Linked DNA regions of Pan troglodytes: region 2 is linked to region 1. A link is a contact called in public HiChIP or PLAC-seq data. All regions are on one chromosome and are shown on one strand. Each heading gives the region's core, a stretch centred on a gene start, on an enhancer-like site or on the middle of the called end of the contact. The rest is flanking DNA. Distances are from core to core; before and after follow the strand shown. Region 1 holds the start of TUBG2 (tubulin gamma 2). Region 2 holds the start of PSMC3IP (PSMC3 interacting protein).

What was found. HiChIP or PLAC-seq counts read pairs in DNA pulled down with a chosen protein or histone mark.
Region 2: a contact with region 1 is called in an H3K4me3 HiChIP or PLAC-seq map of stem cell-derived excitatory neurons, with 4 times the contacts expected there. The contact joins the promoter of PSMC3IP here to the promoter of TUBG2 in region 1. A contact is called at or near these places in 1 of 7 Hi-C or Micro-C datasets (a lymphoblastoid cell line) and 1 of 1 datasets of contacts at active chromatin or transcription factors (stem cell-derived excitatory neurons).

The regions. Positions count from the first base shown.
Region 1 is chr19:25,482,835-25,487,087 of NHGRI_mPanTro3-v2.0_pri, forward strand. It overlaps TUBG2 (tubulin gamma 2), which reads right to left and starts at 2,554. Exons shown (of 12, transcript NM_001280297.1): 1 at 2,286-2,554; 2 at 1,892-2,004; 3 at 1,522-1,689; 4 at 1,131-1,199; 5 at 611-637. The coding sequence starts at 2,334.
Region 2 is chr19:25,564,021-25,568,031 of NHGRI_mPanTro3-v2.0_pri, forward strand. It overlaps PSMC3IP (PSMC3 interacting protein), which reads left to right and starts at 2,342. Exons shown (of 8, transcript XM_001164255.8): 1 at 2,342-2,611; 2 at 2,703-2,803; 3 at 2,959-3,048. The coding sequence starts at 2,431. RETREG3 (reticulophagy regulator family member 3) reads left to right here. Exons shown (of 9, transcript XM_001162621.7): 9 at 1-748.

The DNA.
Region 1 (4,253 bases), core at 1,304-3,803:
AATCGAGGTTCTCAGGACTGCTCCTTGGGTTCAATTAATTTGTTAGAGTAGCTCACAGAACTCAAGGAGACACTTACTTACGTTCATCCATTTGTTATAAAGGATATTTTAAAGGATACAAATAAACAGCCAGATGAAGAGATACCGAGGGGAAGCTCTAGAAGGGTCCGGCGCATAGGAGTTGCTGCCCTGTGGCGTTGGGTTTGCACCCTCCTGGCCTGTGGATGTGTTCTTGTTCACCTTCCTGGAAGCCCCCAAACTCAGTCCTTTTGGATTTTTATGGAGGCTTCATTACACAGGCATGACCGATTAAATCATTGGCAATTGGTGCTCTACTCAATCTTCATCCCCTCTCCCTTCCCCAGAGGTGAGGGGTGGGCCTGTAAATTCCAACCCTCAGAGCACCAGGTTTGTTCCCCTGGCAACCAGCCCCCCATCCAGTGGCTATCTGGGACTTTCCAAAAATCGCCTCTTTAACATAAGCTCAGGTTTGGTTGAAAGGCACTTGTTCCTTAGTACAGTGGTTAGTAAAATTAACTAATTAAAATAAAATGAAAGATTAAACTAAAAGAAACGGGCTTGTTATAAATAACAAAAGACTGTCTTTCACCTTTATCACTCTGGAGCTGTTCTGGAGCTGTTTCAGAAACCAAGGACAAAAGGTCAAATATTTTAACAAAACATACTATTATTGCTCTAGTCCCTTAGGAAATTACATGGGTTATAAGAGCTGTAAGCCAGGAACATATCGCACCCAGCATGGGGAGAGATGGAGAGGCAGTCTCCAAGGATCTGGGGGAGAGACTTCGGCTTGGTTCATTCTCCATTCCCAAAACGCCAATGTCTCAAAGCTTCCTCTTATGCATCCAGGCTGAGGCTCCTTGGGAAGGTTTGGAGCTGGAGAAGCAGCTGAATGACTCATGCCTAAGGGGCCGGTGCCATTCAGATTTATGACTTCCTTGAGAACAAAGATTATATCTTATTCACCTCAATATCCCACATCTGATGCTCCATAAACGGGTTTTGAATTGAATTGCTCCCCTCATATTACCTATCCAGGCCACCTCCTGACCTTTCCCCAGCACTCTTCGGCCTCCCTGCCCATTCCTTCCCCCACTCCATAACTTCACCTCCAAACTGTCACTTCCATCTGCTTCTCGGTCTATGATGTCAAAGATGTCTTCATGAATTTTCTCACCCTGTATAGAGATATGGAAAGGGAGGGTCAGGCCAAAGGTTCCAGAGAGCATCTTTTCTCAGCACAGCACCAAGAATTCTGTCTACCCTGGAATATTGTTGCCACCCTGAAGCAGAGCCTAGGCTGTAGCCCTCAACCCAGAAGTGCTACTATTGCAAATGATTTGCACAAAATTTGCATAAACCTCTCCCTGGCTGTCCCTCTTGTTCGGGGCATCCTTTTGTCTCTTATTTTCTGTCAGTCCGGTCAAATTCCTAGTAGCTTGAGCCTGCCTTGCCTCTGGATGGGAATATCAAAGGTCTCTGGAATGGTCGCCTGGACACCTGGGAGAATCCGCTGGCCCAGTTGTTGCCAGCTCCTCCTCCATGTTCCGACAGGTAGATGTTCTCTGGGTTGTAGAGCTTGGCATAGGGGGAGTTGAGGATGGAGTGGATCACCCGGGGTTCCAAGTCCAGCAGCACAGCCCGGGGGATGTAGTGCTCATCGTCTGCCTGTCAAGGGGAGTCCAGGAGGGGGCCCAATCAGCTAGGGCGGCCCAAGTCCGAAGTCCTCCCAACTCTGGCTCCCTCCGGCCCTCCCTCCTCAAGCCAGCCGCCTGGCCCTACTGCCCAGCGGGGTTCCCAGTACCAGGCCACTCCCTTCCCTTCCGCCCCCTTGGGCCACTGCCGCCCCCGGCCAAGTCGCTGGGGGCACCTGGTAGAAAAAGACGTCCTTGCGGTCAGTGCCCTCGGTGGCGAACTCCTCCACGATGCCCTCGGGGCTGATACCATGCTCGGCGCACAGCTGTTTCCAGAACTCGAACCCAACTGGGGGAGGGGGGAGATGCCCGGGTCTGCTGGAGCCTTAAGGCCTGAGGAGCCCAGTTTTAGTCTCAGAGGCTGACACGATCAGAGGGTGGACCCAAGATGCCTGGGTTTGGTAGCTGCCCCAGCCCCGGGCTGGAGGCGCAGCTCTCGGTCTGGGTTATCCAGAGCAGCAGGGCAGGGGGTTCATGGAAGGGAAAGGGGGACTGGTGGAAGCCAGGCACTTGGGTGGGACCCGAAGGGGCAGAACCAGAGACCGGCGGGGCCGGCGCTCGCTTGCTCACTCTGGTTGCCGCACTGGCCCAGCTGCAGGGTGATGATCTCCCGGGGCATCGCTCTTCAGACGTGGGCGCGCCAGCCCCGGCCTGGCGAGAGTCACGGCTGAGACGAATGCCTGGCAGCCAGGCGCGCAGGACGTGGGGAGCGCGCGCTCTCTTCGCCTCTTGACGCGGATGCTCGGTCTGCGCGTGTGCAGCGAAGGCCTCTCCTCGGCCGGTGGGCCGGGGAGCCCAACCTGGGCATCATTTTCTCCCTCAGCAGTCGCAGCTGGAATTCCGCACAGGCGCAGAGTCAGGCCACGCCCGCTCCTGCCCACCGCTCGGCGCCTGCGCAGTGAGACTCGTTGGGGGTGGCAGAGTCGGAACCTGGATGTGTTGGGGAGGAAAGGAACGGGGGAGGGGAGGAAAGGGGAGAAGCGGCCAGGTGGATGTGCTTGTCCACGTGTAAGGAGTCATCTACCTATATTGGTAGGTGAGGACACTGTCAGCTTTGCTAGATCAAAGGGCTAGAAGCCAACTTTTCTTCGTTTAAATTTCTATTTTTTAATGGTGTTACAGTACATACACATGTATGTTACCTTTTTATTTTTTAGAAGGGTCTCGCTCTGTCGCCCAGGCTGGAGTGCAGTGGCGCGATCATAGCTCACTGTAGCCTTGAACTTCTGGCTTAAGTGATCCTCCCACTTCAGTCTCCCGAGTAGCTGGGACTACAGGCGTGTGCTACCACGCCCAGCTAATTTTTAAATTTTTAAAATGTATTTTTGTAGAGATGGGGATCTCACCGTGTTGCCCAAGATGGTCTTAAACTACTGGCCTCAATCAATCCTCCTGCCTTGGCCTCCCAAAATGCTGGGATTACAGGCATGAGCCACCACTCCTGGCCTAAATTTACCATTGTAACCATTTGTAAGTACTGCATACAGTTCTGTGGCACCAAGTACACTCACATTGTTCTGTAACCACCACCACCATTCTTTTCTAGAACTTTCTCATCTTCCCAAACTGAAACTCTATCGCGATTAAACAGTAACTTCCCCTTGACTACTCTAGGCACCTGATATGAGTGGAATTATACAATATTTGTCTTTTTGGGTCTGGCTTCTTTCACTTAACATAATATCTTCAAGATCCTTCCATTTCGTAGCATGTGTCAGAATTTCCTTCCTTTTTACAACTGAATAATATTCCATTGTATAGATGTACCACATTTTGCATAACCATTCATCCCTCCATGGACATTTGGGTTGCTTCCACCCTTTGGCTATTGTGAATGTTGCTGCTTTGAATGTGAGTGTACAAATATCTGTTCGAGTCCCTGCTTTCAATTATTTTGGATATACACCCAGAGGTAGAATTGCTGGATCATATGGTAATTGTGTTTAATGTTCTGAGGAATCGCCATATGATTTTCCATGGTAGCTGCACCATTTTAAATTCCCACCAGCAATGCACAAGGGTTCAGTTAAATAAATTTTATAGGAGGCCATTGATTTGCACTGAGCTCCTGTGCTTGGCTCAACAGACCAAACCAAAATGGAGTCACTCACGCTAAAGTTCCATGTCACTAAGCAACACTAAGTTGTTTATCAAACCTTCAGAGGAATCAGGAGAGGGAAGGAAGAGCCAAAACCCCAAACAAGCCAGTGTTAGCCGGCATGATACGGAAGTCCTTTTACAAGAAAAGTAACTTTGAAAGGACCAATCTGCTTTTTTTCCTTCTGTTTCTATTTTTCTCTACCCTTTTTTGTCCATAAAAACTAACCTGTGCTTGACTCATCTGAACACTCATTCTATTTATTTTATGGAATGAAACGTAGCCTGATCTAGAATCACAAACACTGTAAATGCCACTTAAGATTTTTTTTTTTTTTTTTTGAGACAAAGTCTCACTCTGTTGCCCAGGTTGGAGTGCAGTGGCATGATCTCGGCTCACTACAACCTCTGCCTCTCTCAGGTTCAAGCGATTCTCCTGGC
Region 2 (4,011 bases), core at 1,092-3,591, 81 kb after region 1:
TCAACTGCTTCCCAACTTGGTGGGGCCTCCTTTAAGGATGAGCCAATAGTAAGAATGTGGCTGTAATCAGCAGAGACCCCTCTGAGGGGTATCTGTTCTGCAGCCCCTAGTAAAATCATGTGATGTGAGACAGAAACCTAAACATGGTACTTGATTCTAAACCTGTGCCAGTCTATAGCCTCTGCCTCCCCAATCAGAGCTCAAGCCAAACGCTTCTGTCCTCTTTCCTTCTGCATTAACCCTTTGCTGATCCTCAGGGGCCACTCCCCCAACACCCCTGTACTTGGGTGAGGGATGTTGGACAGAGCCTGTTTTCATGTACTGCAGGTGGGGGTGTGCTGACATGTTTGCTCTTGGTTGATGGAGAAGGTACAGAGGCCAGGGAGTGAAAATGGTTGACAGAAGAGGGAAGAGTTAGGTGTCTCATAGTCACTCATAGTGGGGTGGTCAGGGGTAATGGCATCTCCCCACTTTAGGCTTCTCAAACAGACTTTTGACACCTCTCTTCTCAAGTTCAGAGCTGTGATGTGGAAAGACAGGAGGTGTGGGGAAGGAGGGGGATTTCGTGTGTTTGCATGAGTGTGCGCTTCAGGCCTTGGGAGTTGGCAAGAGGGAGGGAAGGAAGGAGAGCAAAGTCTTCGGAAGGTGTTTCTTGTACCTGAGGGATCCTGCCCTGAATCTCCATAGTCTCCACTGTGAACTGAGGAGGGGAGGGGTGTGCTGGGGAATAAATCTTGTATGAGAACAATCTTTAAGAGACTGATGCTGAATGGTGTCCTACCCTTGATAGGTCTTCTCTTGTAAATCTGAGTTCTGATTAATTTGAAGTGATAGCCTTAAAAGAGGAAGCCCAGGTATGAGGGACCCACCAGCCCACCCCTATTTTTACTTCGTGATGGCCAGAACATCACCATAGTATGAGGCTACTTTCCTTCTTGTGAGAGCCCCACCATCAGTATAACTGGCACTCTTGGCTAGTACTTAGCCTGTATTTCCTTCATTTCTAATTTCTTTTTTTTTTTTTCTGAGACGGAGTCTTGGTCTGTCGCCCAGGCTGGAGTGCAGTGGTGCGATCTCTCACTGCAAGCTCCGCCTCCCGGGTTCACGCCATTCTCCTGCCTCAGCCTCCCGAGTAGCTGGGACTACAGGCGCCCGCCACTACGCCTGGCTAATTTTTTGTATTTTTAGTAGAGATGGGGTTTTCACAGTGTTAGCCAGGATGGTCTCGATCTCCTGACCTCGTGATCCGCCCGCCTTGGCCTCCCAAAGTGCTGGGATTGCAGGCGTGAGCCACCGCGCTCGGCCCTTTCATTTCTAATTCTTAATATTGTCTCCTAAACGTGCAGAGACAAGCACATGTTTTAAAGGCTAAGGAGGTTGTAGGTAGCAGAAGGCTTTAAAAAGTAGCACCTTACTCCACTGGATGGTTTGAGCTGCAGGGACAGCTGCTCTTTGGCCTTCAGCTCACCTCAGAAACTAGAAATATTTATTTCAGGCTCTGTCCCATTGGCCACTGTGGTCAGGGGTGGAAAGCACCTGCCAGGTGTTGCCCTGAGATTGTCTGGGCTAACAAACTTTTCCACAAGCTTTGTGGTTGAACAGTAGCCCCCTCCTAACCCTATCGTTCCTTGGCGTCCAAACTACAGTAGGTGTCGAGTGCCCCCTGGGTGCGAACCTCGGTATTAGGCAAATAAGGGTGGTTGCTCTCCAAGGCGCTTAGCTGTCCCCCCTTCCCACTTTTTTTTTGTTGTTGTTCGAGACTGCGTCTCGCTCTGTCGCCAGGATGGGGTGCAGTGGCGCGCTCATAGTGGCTCACTGCAGCCTCGATGTCCGGGGCTCTGGTGACCCTCCCACCTCAGCCTCCAGAGTAGCTGGGACCACAGAAGCGCGCCACCACGTTTAATTTTTTGTACTTTATTTGCAGAGATGGGGTTTCATGTTGCCCAGACTGGTATCGAATTCCTGGGCTCAAACGATCCGCCCGCCTCAGCCTCCCAAAGTGATAGGATTGCAGGGGTGACATGCCACTGCGCCCGACCAAGGCGCTTAGCTTTCTATTGTTTTCACAACCACTTTCCTACTACTATCTACTGTTCCTATTTTACAAATGACAAAACTAACCGACAAAAGAGCACTGGACCGTGGGACCAGAGCACGTCCCTGTGGGGTAACCTTGAGCTGGTCGCTTGCCCAGGGCGGCAGCGGATGTCTGAAGCGTCTTCCAGTCCCAACATTAGACCTAACTCAAGGTCACCAGCGCTCAGCTGCGGCTGGAACTGGGTCTCGAAACTTGAAGGCCTTCTCTGCTACAGCCTTCGTTCCCGGGAGCAGAAAGAGGAAGTTTCTTAGCCGTGGGCACGCCGGCGCCTTCGCAGAGGCCCATGGCTTGAGGTCCGGCCCGGATGCGCAAGTTCCGACCTGAAATGAACTATGGAGTCCGGGAGGGGTCGCTTTGCCCCTCCGGAAGGCTTCCCCTTCAGCCAATCACCGTTCGAGGCCCGCCCCCGTCGCCGGAAGGAGCCGTCGCCCCGAGCAACTACAACGTCCGGCTTTCTGAGTTGGGTGGCGGGAAAGGCGATGAGTAAAGGCCGGGCAGAAGCTGCGGCGGGAGGTAACGGCGGCGTGGGCGCGGGGAAGACCCGGGAGGGCAGTGGGTGAGGAGGTCGGTTGAGTGGCCCCCTCCCCTGCCTTTCTCTCCGTAGCCGCCGGGATCCTCCTGAGGTACCTGCAGGAGCAGAACCGGCCCTACAGCTCCCAGGATGTGTTCGGGAACCTACAGCGGGAACACGGATTGGGCAAGGCGGTGAGGACCTTCTCCCGGGATTCCCTCTCCGTCGGACTCCCTGGATTCAGGCTGGGGTCGTGCCCTTTGGAGCCTTGGGCGTTTTCCACATCACTGGCTGGATTTCCCCAGACCCAGGCTCAGACTCCTCTGATTGCTCCTCTCTCCTCTGCCAGGTGGTGGTGAAGACGCTGGAGCAGCTGGCGCAACAAGGCAAGATCAAAGAGAAGATGTACGGCAAGCAGAAGATCTATTTTGCGGATCAGGTGAGGAGAACCTGCGCCGATTGTCACCCATGAGAGCCCGACAACGGGTGAATCTACTCCTAGTGTGAACTCTTTGGGGACAAGGCCCCCCATGGAAAACTCACCTGTCTTAGGCCACCATCCTTAAATCAAGGTGTGTACTCCTCTTGTTAGGATCCCAACTTCACGAGGTTTCCAGATTTACAATATGATGGATGACAGAAGATTCTGTATTGTTGCTACCAAGATCCATTTCCGCTCCAAAGCTCTTATTCCTTATCATCTACATTAGCAACACCCTCTGCCAAATGATGTTCCTCCTGCCTCCATCCGATTCTCTAAACACACATATCAAATTTATATTCTCCAGCCCAGACCTCCAGCTGGAATCTGTCAGGCATTAATATCAGAGTCAAAATTGCCACAGTAGAATGCCTCATCTTCCCCCCACCCCGGACTGGTTTCTTTCTAACATTCTCCTCCCCTAATGGAATTACTCTTCACCCAAACCAGAAACTTGGGAGCAATTCTTGACTTCCTTTACTAGTCAACCATCAAGTCCAGCTGATTTTTCCGTTTTTTATTTTTTTTATTTTTTTTATTTTTATAGAGATGGGTCTTACTGTGCTGCCCAGGTTGGTCCCAACTCCTGGGCTCAAGTGATCCTCCTGTCTTGGCCTCCCAAAGTGCTGGGAGGACAGGCGTGAACCACAGAGACTGGCTGATTTTTCCATTCTTGAATCCACTCTCCTTTCCATCTGCCATGGTTGCTCTAGTTCACGCCCTCTTTATTTGTTGCAGTATCCTCCTAACAGATCTTGGCTCTTCAAACATATCTTAAACTCTTAAACATTGCAGTCAGAATGATCTGTCTAAATACATCTGGTCATGCACCTTCCCTATTTAAAACTCTTCAATGGCTCTCTAGTGCTGCAAAAAACATGTAAAAGGCACCGGAAGACGCCCCAGCCAGCCTCTGGCCTC